2 separate regions of the Mus musculus genome follow, and region 2 is linked to region 1. The links are chromatin contacts, called in public targeted proximity ligation maps. All regions are on one chromosome and are shown on one strand. The core of a region is the stretch at or near the end of the contact, and the rest is flanking DNA. Distances in the headings are between cores, read along the strand shown. Region 1 has its middle 19 kb from the start of Ms4a7. Region 2 holds the start of Ms4a6b (membrane-spanning 4-domains, subfamily A, member 6B).

What was found.
Region 2: a targeted proximity ligation map of memory CD8 T cells shows a contact between it and region 1, with 7 times the contacts expected there. A contact is called at or near these places in 1 of 39 promoter capture datasets (macrophages), 27 of 484 Hi-C or Micro-C datasets (CD4 T cells, CD8 T cells, CD8 central memory T cells and 14 more), 12 of 130 datasets of targeted methods (CD8 T cells, the SCID.adh cell line, Th17 cells and 7 more) and 5 of 9 other capture datasets (adipose tissue, bone marrow-derived macrophages, liver and 2 more).

The regions. Positions count from the first base shown.
Region 1 is chr19:11,352,844-11,358,096 of GRCm38.p6, forward strand. No RefSeq gene overlaps it. Among named protein-coding and RNA genes, the nearest start is that of Ms4a7, 19 kb to the left of the region's middle.
Region 2 is chr19:11,515,828-11,521,080 of GRCm38.p6, forward strand. Ms4a6b (membrane-spanning 4-domains, subfamily A, member 6B) reads left to right here and starts at 2,732. Exons shown (of 7, transcript NM_027209.3): 1 at 2,732-2,847; 2 at 4,496-4,658. The coding sequence starts at 4,512.

The DNA of each region.
Region 1 (5,253 bases), core at 1,893-4,392:
GAGTGAGGTAACCCAGACCCAGAAAGACATGAATGGTATGTACTCACTTATGAGTGAACATTAGCTATAAAATGCAGCAAAACAATGCTGCAATCCAAAGACCAAAAGGAATTGTATAATAAGGAAGACCCAAGGAAGGATGTGTGACTCTCACTCAGAAGGGGAAACAAAATAGTCATTGGAGGTGGATGGAGAGAGGGAACTGAGTGGGAGAGGGGAGAGGAAAGACACGGGGATAACAATCAGCTGTGGGTAGAGGGAAGCAGGGCAGGACTGGGAGTGAGAATGGAAATTGGTGGGGAGGGGCATCTCTGGGACTAGCTGGAAACATGGGATGGGAAAGACTATGGGGAGTCTATGGGAGAGCCTAGCTGAGATTCCTATCAGTGTGGGATATAGAGACTGAAGTAGCCACTGTTTGTAGCCAGGCAGGACTTCCAGCGGAGAGAAGGGGACATCAACCCATCCACAAAACTTTCAATCCAAAATTTGCCCTACCTAGAAGATGTACAGGAATAAAGATGACTGTAGAGTCTGAGAGAACAGTCAACCAATGACTGCTCCAACTTGAGACCTATTGTATGGGAGAGGGCCCTAACACTATTAATTATATTCAACTATGCTTGCAGACAGAAACATAGCAAAACGGTATTTAGAGACCTTAGAGACTTCATCTAGTAGCCAGTGGTAACTGAGGCAGGGTCCCACATCCAGACATCAGGCAGAGCTCAGGGATTCTTGTGGGAAAGTTAGGGATAGAATTGAGCAAGCCAGGGGGTGTCAAAGGACACCACTAGAAGATCTACATAGTCAACTAACCTGGGCCCATGGGGGTTCACAGAGATTGAACCACCAACCAAAGAGTACACAAGGACAGGACCTAGGCACCTACACATTTTGAGCTGATGTGCAGCTTGGTCATCATGTGAGTCCTCTACATTTGGAGGAGGGCTGTCTTTGACTCTGTTGTCTTCCATTGGATCCCCCTCTCCTACCTGGTTGGGCCTCAGTGGGAGAGGAAGTGTTTAGTAATATTGGGACTAGATGTCACTGGGCAGGGTCCTACCAAGAGGGGCTGTTTCCTTTTTCTGAGGAAAAGGGGAGGAGGTAGTGAGAGGAAGGATATGTAAAGGGGGGAATGGGACAAGATGAGGGAGCTGTGATCAGGATGTAAAGTGAATAAAAAATTTAATCAAAAAATGTGCTTTAAGAACATGAGACTAATTAACCAGTTAATTATGATAGTGACAAAAGTAGTTATAACTCTAATTTCAAAGAGTGGTTTTGGTTTCTTCTACATTTATTCTACCCTGTACTCTTGGTAGAGATAAGGGAATCTTCTAGATTTTGTCTCTTATTTACCCATGTTCCCTTTCCCTTCTTTAATGTTCTTATGACATAGGTGCTAGCAACTGACCTCTGATATTCTGTAAGAGCAGCGACTGCCCTTAACCACTGAGCAGTCTCTCTAGTCCTAAATGTATTTGATCATATCTACTCCCCACTCCATCCCTCCATCTCATCCTCAGGCCCTTCCCAACACATCTCCCTTCATTTTCATGTATTTTTTTAAAAATCCATCGTTTAATATTAGAGAATATGACCTTATAGCTCTTTGAAAGCTAGCCAATAGGGATGAAGCTCCCAGGTCACTAGCAGCTTGATTCAGTCATGTTGGATGGCTCCTGTGTTGTGTCTTCAGTGATAGGGTCTTACTCTCAAGTGTCAAAGTAATCAAGAGCAATGATGAGAGCGTGCTGACATTCGTAAAGGTGTAGCCATCTACTGGGGCATGAAAAACTATCAGTGGACAGCCACCAAAGAAAACGTTTTGTCCTTCCCCCAGGAGCTATGAATTGCCACTAGTTCCTCAGCTAGGGATGGGGCTCAGCAGGGCTCTCTACTGTATGCTAGAAATTTTAACCTGCTTGAACTCCTGCAAGTCCTAAAGACATAACTACAGATTCTGTGATTTAATGTGTATAACAGCTATATGCTGTCTAGAGCACTGCATTCCACAGCACTTCCGGGCCATTTCTTATCCTGAGGTTTAAGATATTTCATCCAGGCTATCAAATCTGTGTGCTAAGCACATGCTGGGAAAGTATGAGCATCTGAATTTGGATCCCCAGAACCTGTGCAAAAATGGAGGTGACCCATCTGTAATCTCAGTCCTTCCTGCTGTGAAATAGGAAGAGAGATAGAAGAGAGATAGGAAGGAGGCAGAAGACATGGAGACTTGGGTCAGCTAACCTGAAATCTATATAGCAGGAAACCAAAAATCCTGTCTCAAGAAAAGTAGAAAGTGAGGACCAATGTCTGAGGTTGTCCTTTGACCTTCACACATATTGTGGCATGTGCATGTACAAATGTATTAACATGAACACAAACGCAGACATGTACCACACATACATTTGCAAAGATAAAAAGAAAAAGAAATTTCTAGTAGTTAAATTCATTATATAAGTTTAATTTTAAAAAGCCTTCTAGAAGTAAATTAAACATTATGAGTTGATTTTTAAAATGGCTAAAATATTTACATGAATAAGAGAATCATATTTGAACTTTCCCACAAATTCAGGATATAACTTGAGTTTAAAATATTAGGCTTGACCAACAATTAATTGTCGATTACTCATTAGAACACAGATTTCTAATGATTAGGTAAGAATCAGAGAAGTCACTCAAGGGTGGCAGGTTCCATTCATCTGTAGACAGATAAGGAGAAGGATGTTTAGAGTTTTAGCTTGATTTGCCTCACATTTGTAACAAGAGCTTACGTTTGAAGACTACAGATGGGGACCCACTTTGGGACAGGGTGTACAAATATGTATCTATCAGTATCAACACAAATAATAGCTTTTATTGTATGTTCTGCTCTGGACACTCTACTGAATGCGTTATTGTACAATTTCATGCCAAACAAGTAGGACAAGCTACCATCACCGTGTAGTGAAGACTCTTATGCCTTCAATGTGTCAGATATCAAAGCCAGCGTTGAGAAATAATCTTCTCCGGAAGAGCATAGGCGGGAGCCAAACCACTTTGCTTTTCTGATCTCATTTTAACTTCCTTTACCTGACCACAAAATTGGGTGTTTTGAATCTGTGACTTCATATTGAATTCTTTCCTAGGAACTGGGAGGGCTGTGAGGGTCACCCGCCGTGCTACTCAGGTTCTGACAGGTGGGTACCACCCAGGAAGCCTTTGTTCAATGCTTTGAAATATTTGCTCACTTTCTGTAATCATCTTCATACTTGGTTTTCAAGTGTCATCTGTGAAATGGCACTCTTTCCTTTTGATCTGGCACAGCTACACCAATTGCTTGATCCTCTTAGCTTTATTTATGTAGTTTCTCTGCCTTATCAGAAACCTGGAAAAAGATCTCCACAAGAGGTTTTTTTTTGTTGTTGTTTGTTTGTTTATGTTTTTGTTTTTCTGGTTTCACCATGGTTACTTCAGGCACGTTTATTATGTATATTTCACATCCTTTCCTAATGGTATTCCTCTGAGATGCTTTATAAATATTTTGGTATTTAAACAAAAGTCTCTATTCAATTCTTAAACAATCAAATGAACATTTTAACTTAAATACACACACACTTTGTTTATAAAATGTTTTACTAGCTATCTTGCTGAATTTCTAATAGCTTTAATTAGTTTTCATTTACTAATTTTTAGCAGTTTGCCATGTATATTTATTCATGTTTAAATAATAGTAATTTAAAGAAGTTAGTTCAAACCTTTTCTTTAATGTTTGCAGAATAGTACCATGGGATATCTCCATTTATACACTGATTTTAATTTTAATAAAGCACATCTACCATTTATCATTAATTATTTAATTATGATACAGGTTTTCAGATCAAGACATATGCCAACACAGCATGACTAATGTTATTCTCCATCGTTGTTTATATGAAGAGTAATTTAGAATAACAGTGAGAGATTATTATTATTTAATCTTTTTTACAGGCCAGTCTTTATTCCTCTCCTAGTCCACCCTCTGACTGTTCCTCATCCCATTCCTCCTCCCACCATCTCCAAGAGGATGTTCCCCTACATCTCACCAGACCTCTCCCCTCCCTGGCGCCTCTCAGGGTTAAGCACATCTTCTCACACTGAGCAGCCAACCCTCATAACCACTGAGCCAACCTTTCAAGTCCCAGCCTTCATTTTATAAATTCCTGTCATATTTTCCGTTAAAAGCATTTATCCATTTACAGTTGCCCACTTTCCATCACTATGGCAAATAGTCGTGACAATTAACGTATAAAGATTTTGCAGTCATCCTCTTCTCTTATTCTTTTTCAGTTTTTCTGCTCCCTGTTTTACAGTGACCCCTGAATCTTGGAAGAAGGGGGTATGACAGATGTCCCATTTAGAGCTTGGAAGCCTTCAGTTCCTTATCATTTGCATTCTGATCAGCTCTTGGTCTCTGTGTTAACCTCTATTTAGGGCAAAAGGAAGCTTCTCTAATAAGGGTTGAGAGATGAACTTTACTCTCATTGGTGTGTTAAACTATAGATATAAGGAGAATGAGAACACAAAGGTGGGTGGGTAAAGAGGGAGTGGGTCTGGGAGAAGTGAGAGTAGGGGTAGATATGATCAAAATACACTGTATGAAACTAGGATGAAGACCAAAGTGTGGACACTGTGCTCCTTCTTAGAATTGGGAACAAAACACCCATGGAAGGAGTTACAGAGACAAAGTTTGGAGCTGTGACAAAAGGATGGACCATGTAGAGACTGCCATATCTAGGGATCCACCCCATAATCAGCTTCCAAACGCTGACACCATTGCATACACTAGCAAGATTTTATCGAAAGGACCCAGATGTAGCTGTCTCTTGTGAGACTATGCCGGGGCCTAGCAAACGCATAAGTGGATGGTCACAGTCAGCTATTGGATGGATCACAGGGCTCCCAATGGAGGAGCTAGAGAAAGTACCCAAGGAGCTAAAGGGACCTGCAACCCTATAGATGGAACAACATTATGAACTAACCAGTACCCTGGAGCTCTTGACTCTAACTACATATGTATCAAAAGATGGCCTAGTCGGCCATCACTGGAAAGAGAGGCCCATTGGACACACAAACTTTATATGCCCCAGTACAGGGGAACGCCAGGGCCAAAAAAATGAGAATGGGTGGGTAGAGAAGTGGGGGGGAGGGTATGGGGGACTTTTGGGATAGCATTGGAAATGTAATTGAGGAAAATACGTAATAAATTTTAAAAAAAAGGAAAAAAAA
Region 2 (5,253 bases), core at 1,482-3,981, 160 kb after region 1:
TAACAGCAGAATGGAAATAAGGTCAGACGGGGAAGAGCAACATTTTGCTCAGGCTGCAGATGTCCCGATTTCAAATAAAGCGCAAAAGCCCTAGGTTTGGGAGAAGAGGAGAGACTGATTGATCCTGAGGGTGGATGGCTGGGGAAGGTAAGGGGGAACTTGGCGAAACCAACACTCTTATGTCCACTGTGTAGGACTTTGTGATAGTCTTACAAGCACTGTCTCATGGACCCTATTAAATGTCTTTACACACACTTCAAATTGTACGAGCATGAAATGAAGATCAGACTGGTGAGGGGATGTCAGGTTGACAGATTCAACTAATTTATTAGCAAATTCTCCTGCAGACAAAAGTGGGTATGCTTGCCCTCAAGAGGCTACCCTTCACCATGGCCAAAGCTCAGAAGAGCAGCTGTACCTCACTAATTCACTAGGTTCTGGGACAGTGATGAGGGCACAGGGCACAATGTGAAGGGAACAGTGACAGTAGGCATCCTGGAAAAGGAGAAGAAACACTAGATTTGTTTTTTAAGTTATCCATTTTACATCCTGCTCAAAGCCCTCCTCCTTGGCACCCTCCCCTCCTACATCCCTTTCTCCATTTCCCCTCCCCTTCTCCTCTGAGTGTATCCTCCCACCCTGGCACTTTAAGTCCCTATGAAGCTTCCTTACCTACTGAGGCCACACAAGACAACCCACCTAGAAGAACTTATTCCAGGTACAGGCAACAGCTTTTGGCATAACCCCTTCTCCAGTTGTTTGGGACAGATTTCTTAGAGAAGACAGTCTCTTGGTCTTCTCCAGAATTGAAGTAGGGCTTTCTTTCTGTGATGTTCTGGCCTTGCTGAAAAAGGTGACTTCCAGATGATAGAATAATATGTCTTAGCTTATGTCTTCAGCCAACAGTTCACACGGGAACTGTAGAACTCACAACAGTAAAGAACAAAGGGGCCTTGTACACTCTGAGAAGCACTGGAGAGCCAGGATTATTAAACAGGTGGCTTATGTCTTCTTTGGAATGGGATGAATAGCAGTTCTTCAGGGAATGCCAGGAATGATGTGGGTTTACAACCTTTGCTCTTTGATGAAACAGGCTCTGCCCATATCTCCCAGAATTTGTTTTTACTTATCATTGCAGACTCTTACCTTAAACTGTGAGCACTGCTTTTAGACCATAAACCCCGCCCTCATGAGGGACGTTACCTGTACCTTACCACAGCCTTTACCACAGGAGGCTGATGTTATCTTAGGGCGAGGCAATGCTGAAACCCACAGGCATCACTTATCCCTCAGTCAAGCTCCCTAGAGCCTAAGTCTTGGGCACTATCTCTTAGTCAACAGTACCCGTTCTTGTGGAAAAAAAAAAAAAAGCCAGGTGTGCTTTGTAAAGGACCTCAATGTAACATTACATTGTTGTGAGCTTGGGCCTGAGTTCATTGCTATCTGAAAACCTTTTGTTCCAAAATTGTGCTGTGCTTCACTATGGCTAAAGTAAAACAATCTAGGCTAGACCAGCACCAGTTACAACAAAATGGGGCTGAGCTGAGTTTTATTCATCTCTTCCTAAATTGTTTTGTTGTTGCTGTTGTTGTTTTGTTTTTCCTGCCTGCTGTGAAACCTGCAGGGAATTACCACACCACAACCCTCTGATGTGACAGTGGCTCACACTGTCTCCCTAGGTTCTTTTTGGCTGACTCCAAGGAAAGAAGGAAGGAAGTTGTCAGCGTGTAGCTGTCCAGTTGCTGCAGCTGGCTCTAGTTCCCCTGTGAAGTTAATTATGTCAAAGTCAGCTTCTGAATTGTGCCTACCCAAGGGCCTGAAAGCCACAGGGACACATGTCTTCATGACTGTGTCTGGAGTGCAGGATTGTTGAAGTCATTCCTGGTGTGTTGAAACTTCTCTGCTTGCTCCTCTCCTGATCTATTACTTTTCTAGAAGTGTCCAGTAACTCCCTGGACACATCTCCTGTTAGAGAAGTCCAGTGGTCTAGAAGAAGGTTAGAAGAGATGAGGAAGGCTCTAAAGGGAGTATCAATTAACCAGCGAGTGCTGAAATCCTGTGTGCAGGGGTTTTTTTCCCCAGAGGCTGAAGAGTTACTGGGGGAAAAAGTATGAATAACAAAGTACCAAAAATACTGTAAAATGATCAATTGTTACAATTGATTATACATTACAGTGTGCTCAGTAATGTATTAGCCTATAATAAAGTAATATATCAAAATCCAAGGTCATGATTACTATTATCATACTTTACTCTGCATTGTGAAATGTTTTATTCATCAATACTACTATGACTTGCAATATCATTAGTAATCAAGAAAGTTCATTAAATAGTAGTTAGAAGGAAGACAGGTCTTTAAGAAAAACTTTCATCTTTTTTCCCTTTTTTGATTAGATATTTTCTTTATTTGTTTTTCAAATGTTATCCCCTTTCCTAGTTTCCCCTCCAAAAACTTTCTCTCATCTTAATAGGTTTTCCCAGCATGTTGCTGTTCTTTGTTTAACTCATAAACAACTAAAGTTCAAGAAAGTGAACTTGGGCATTGCATGCAGCTAGTGGGTGTTGCAACTCACTACCTCACCCCTCACTCTATCAAAACTGGTTCAATTAGTAATTTTTCTGAAGTTACTGGGACTTTCTGATATAGGAAGTACAGGCACAATAACAGTCCTCAACCTGTTAAGCACCACTTCCTGTGCAGTGAACACAGAAGAAGGAAGGGCTGGAGACAGTTACAAGTTCACAAGAAGGAACCAAGGATCAGCCTGAGAGAACCCAGAGTTAAGGCTCTTCGGGTTCCTGAGAGCTCGGCTGGAAGTGACTGGGTGACAAGGCACACAGGCTCAGGTAGGCAACCCTGAAGGGACTTCCCTCTGTGTAGCACTCTGTTTCTGGGACTGAGTTACAAGAACTTGCTGATGCTCATGAAAGCAATGGAGACACGGGGGCTCTTTAGAATTAAATGGGCAAAGGCACAGGGCATCTGGCTTACCTCTGTCCTGGCCATTTTAGCTGCATAATCTTGGTGATCACTGACATAAGGAGCAGAACTCTCAGGTCATTCACTGATTAGGCAGCCTAAGGGCTGAGAATAGCACAGAGAACAGAAGGGAGCCAAGATGAGCTCAGAAACCGATTCCCCAGGGAACATGGTCCTTCCACCTAACAAGGGCATGATTGTCAGTATCATGACAAAACTTGAAAAAAGCTTAGGACTCCAGGACTTCTCATATGGGTGCATTCAGCTGCTTCTTCACACTGAAGAGACTTAAACACAGGCTGCCCCTGGCAGGTGGGAAAATAAGGAGAGAACCAGAGTCAGAGACAGCTGTGCCGCCACACACAACTGTGTGTAGGCAACTGGTCAGTAATGAGAACTTTGCCTGTTTATTTAGCATTTATTTGATGTTGCTGTGCAAAGCATCATTACTTCCTCATATACATCAAAGTTTTGATTCTGAATTTGTTACTGATTGTGATTTTATTAATTAATGTAAAGGATTGTTTTCAAGAATAAAAACACTAGATTATGTCTACTAAAATATGATAAAATGTGAGGTGCTAATCCTAAAATTGGCACTATTAGACACACGAAACAGATGCATAGGGTTGCACGTTTTGAGTGGTACATAGCATGGATTGGAAAGCACTGAAGGCTGACTTTAGTACCTCATGGATAGCAAAGCAGCCGGACAGTGCAAGTCATTGAATAAAGACAATGCACTTGTTCTAGGTGAAATTGGGAAAGAGCCAGAGCTACATCTGACAAATTTTGTGTAAACATTTGGGCATAGAAACAGAAACCTGTGGGGATCCAGGATTTCCCTTCCTATGAGGTGTTTATTATCTAAAATCATTGTGGTGTGTTTAACATTTTGAAAAAAATAACTCCTAAATCTGAGATGTGATGGTTTTACATTTCTCTGTACCAGCAGTTTCTTCTGCCAAAGGACAGGTCAAGGATGCCCAAAGGTGCACAGTCTGGGAGGTGGGGGCAGAACTGGGAAGCATGGTTTGTTTTGTTTGTTGTTATTTTATGTTCAAAGCCAAGGCACTTAATGACTTACTGAAAATTCATGTGCTGTGTACTCTGATCATGCTTTTCCTTCCCATTTCTTTTCCTAGATCCTCTCAAACTATCCAACACTATCCAACTTTGCATCTTCTCTCTCTCTCTCTGTCTCTGTCTCTGTCTCTGTCTCTCTGTCTCTCTCTCTCTGTCTCTGTCTGACTCTCTCTGTCACTGTCTCTCTGTCTCTGTCTCTGTCTCTGTCTCTGTCTCTCTGTCTCTCTGTCTCTGTCTCTGTCTCTCTGTCTCTCTGTCTCTCTCTGTCTCTCTCTGTCTCTGTCTCTCTCTCTCACACACACACATTAGCAAAAACAACAAAAAAGGAGAATGAAATGTAAATCAACCAAGCAAACAGAACCAAAACTAAACCAAACCACTACAATGGGCACAGTATTTTATCACACCTGAGTCCATTTTCTCTTCCAGCCGTGGGAGCTCAATCATGATTCCACAAGTAGTGACCAGTGAGACTGTGGCAATGATTTCGCCAAATGGAATGAGTCTTCCCCAAACAGACAAACCCCAGCCTTTCCACCAGTGGCAAGACAGCCTGAAGAAACATCTAAAGGCTGAGATCAAAGTGATGGCGGTAAATCCCACTCAGAACATCCTGGGGTGGGTAGAGGGCAGAGGGTGAGGCTCTATGTATTAGGACCAGAGATAAATTTGGGTGGGGGGAGCCTTCAGTTTTGACAGAATGATCACAGAGTGGCCAGTACATTGGTGGAAGCCCCATGGCAAGCTGCTTACATCACTAAAACCTTCTAAAATTGGCAAATAATTCCGTTTATTATGATGAACTTGGACTACACTTCAATGACCTTATTCCATGTGTCATTGAGATTTTGTTGTTTAGTTCTCTTTTTTTTTCTTTTCATTTTTGAAGCGTACCTTACTAAGTTATTTTATTGGTGAAAATATTTGTAGCTACATTCTAGGTGCTCTCTGAGTGTAAAAAGCTCTTCTCCTCCTTAGTGAAAAGAGACGGTACAGAAAGACCATTGGTTCTCTACTCTGTGTTCATTCTAGAATCACAAATGCAACTATTTTGGGTAAAGGGAGAAGAAAAACATTTGCTGTGAGTTGTTTTTCAGTCTTGTCTGTACTAGCGCTATATGCATGGGTCTCTGTTACCCAGTCTCAGAACTTAATGGAACTGATGGCCTCGTATTGGGCATACATAC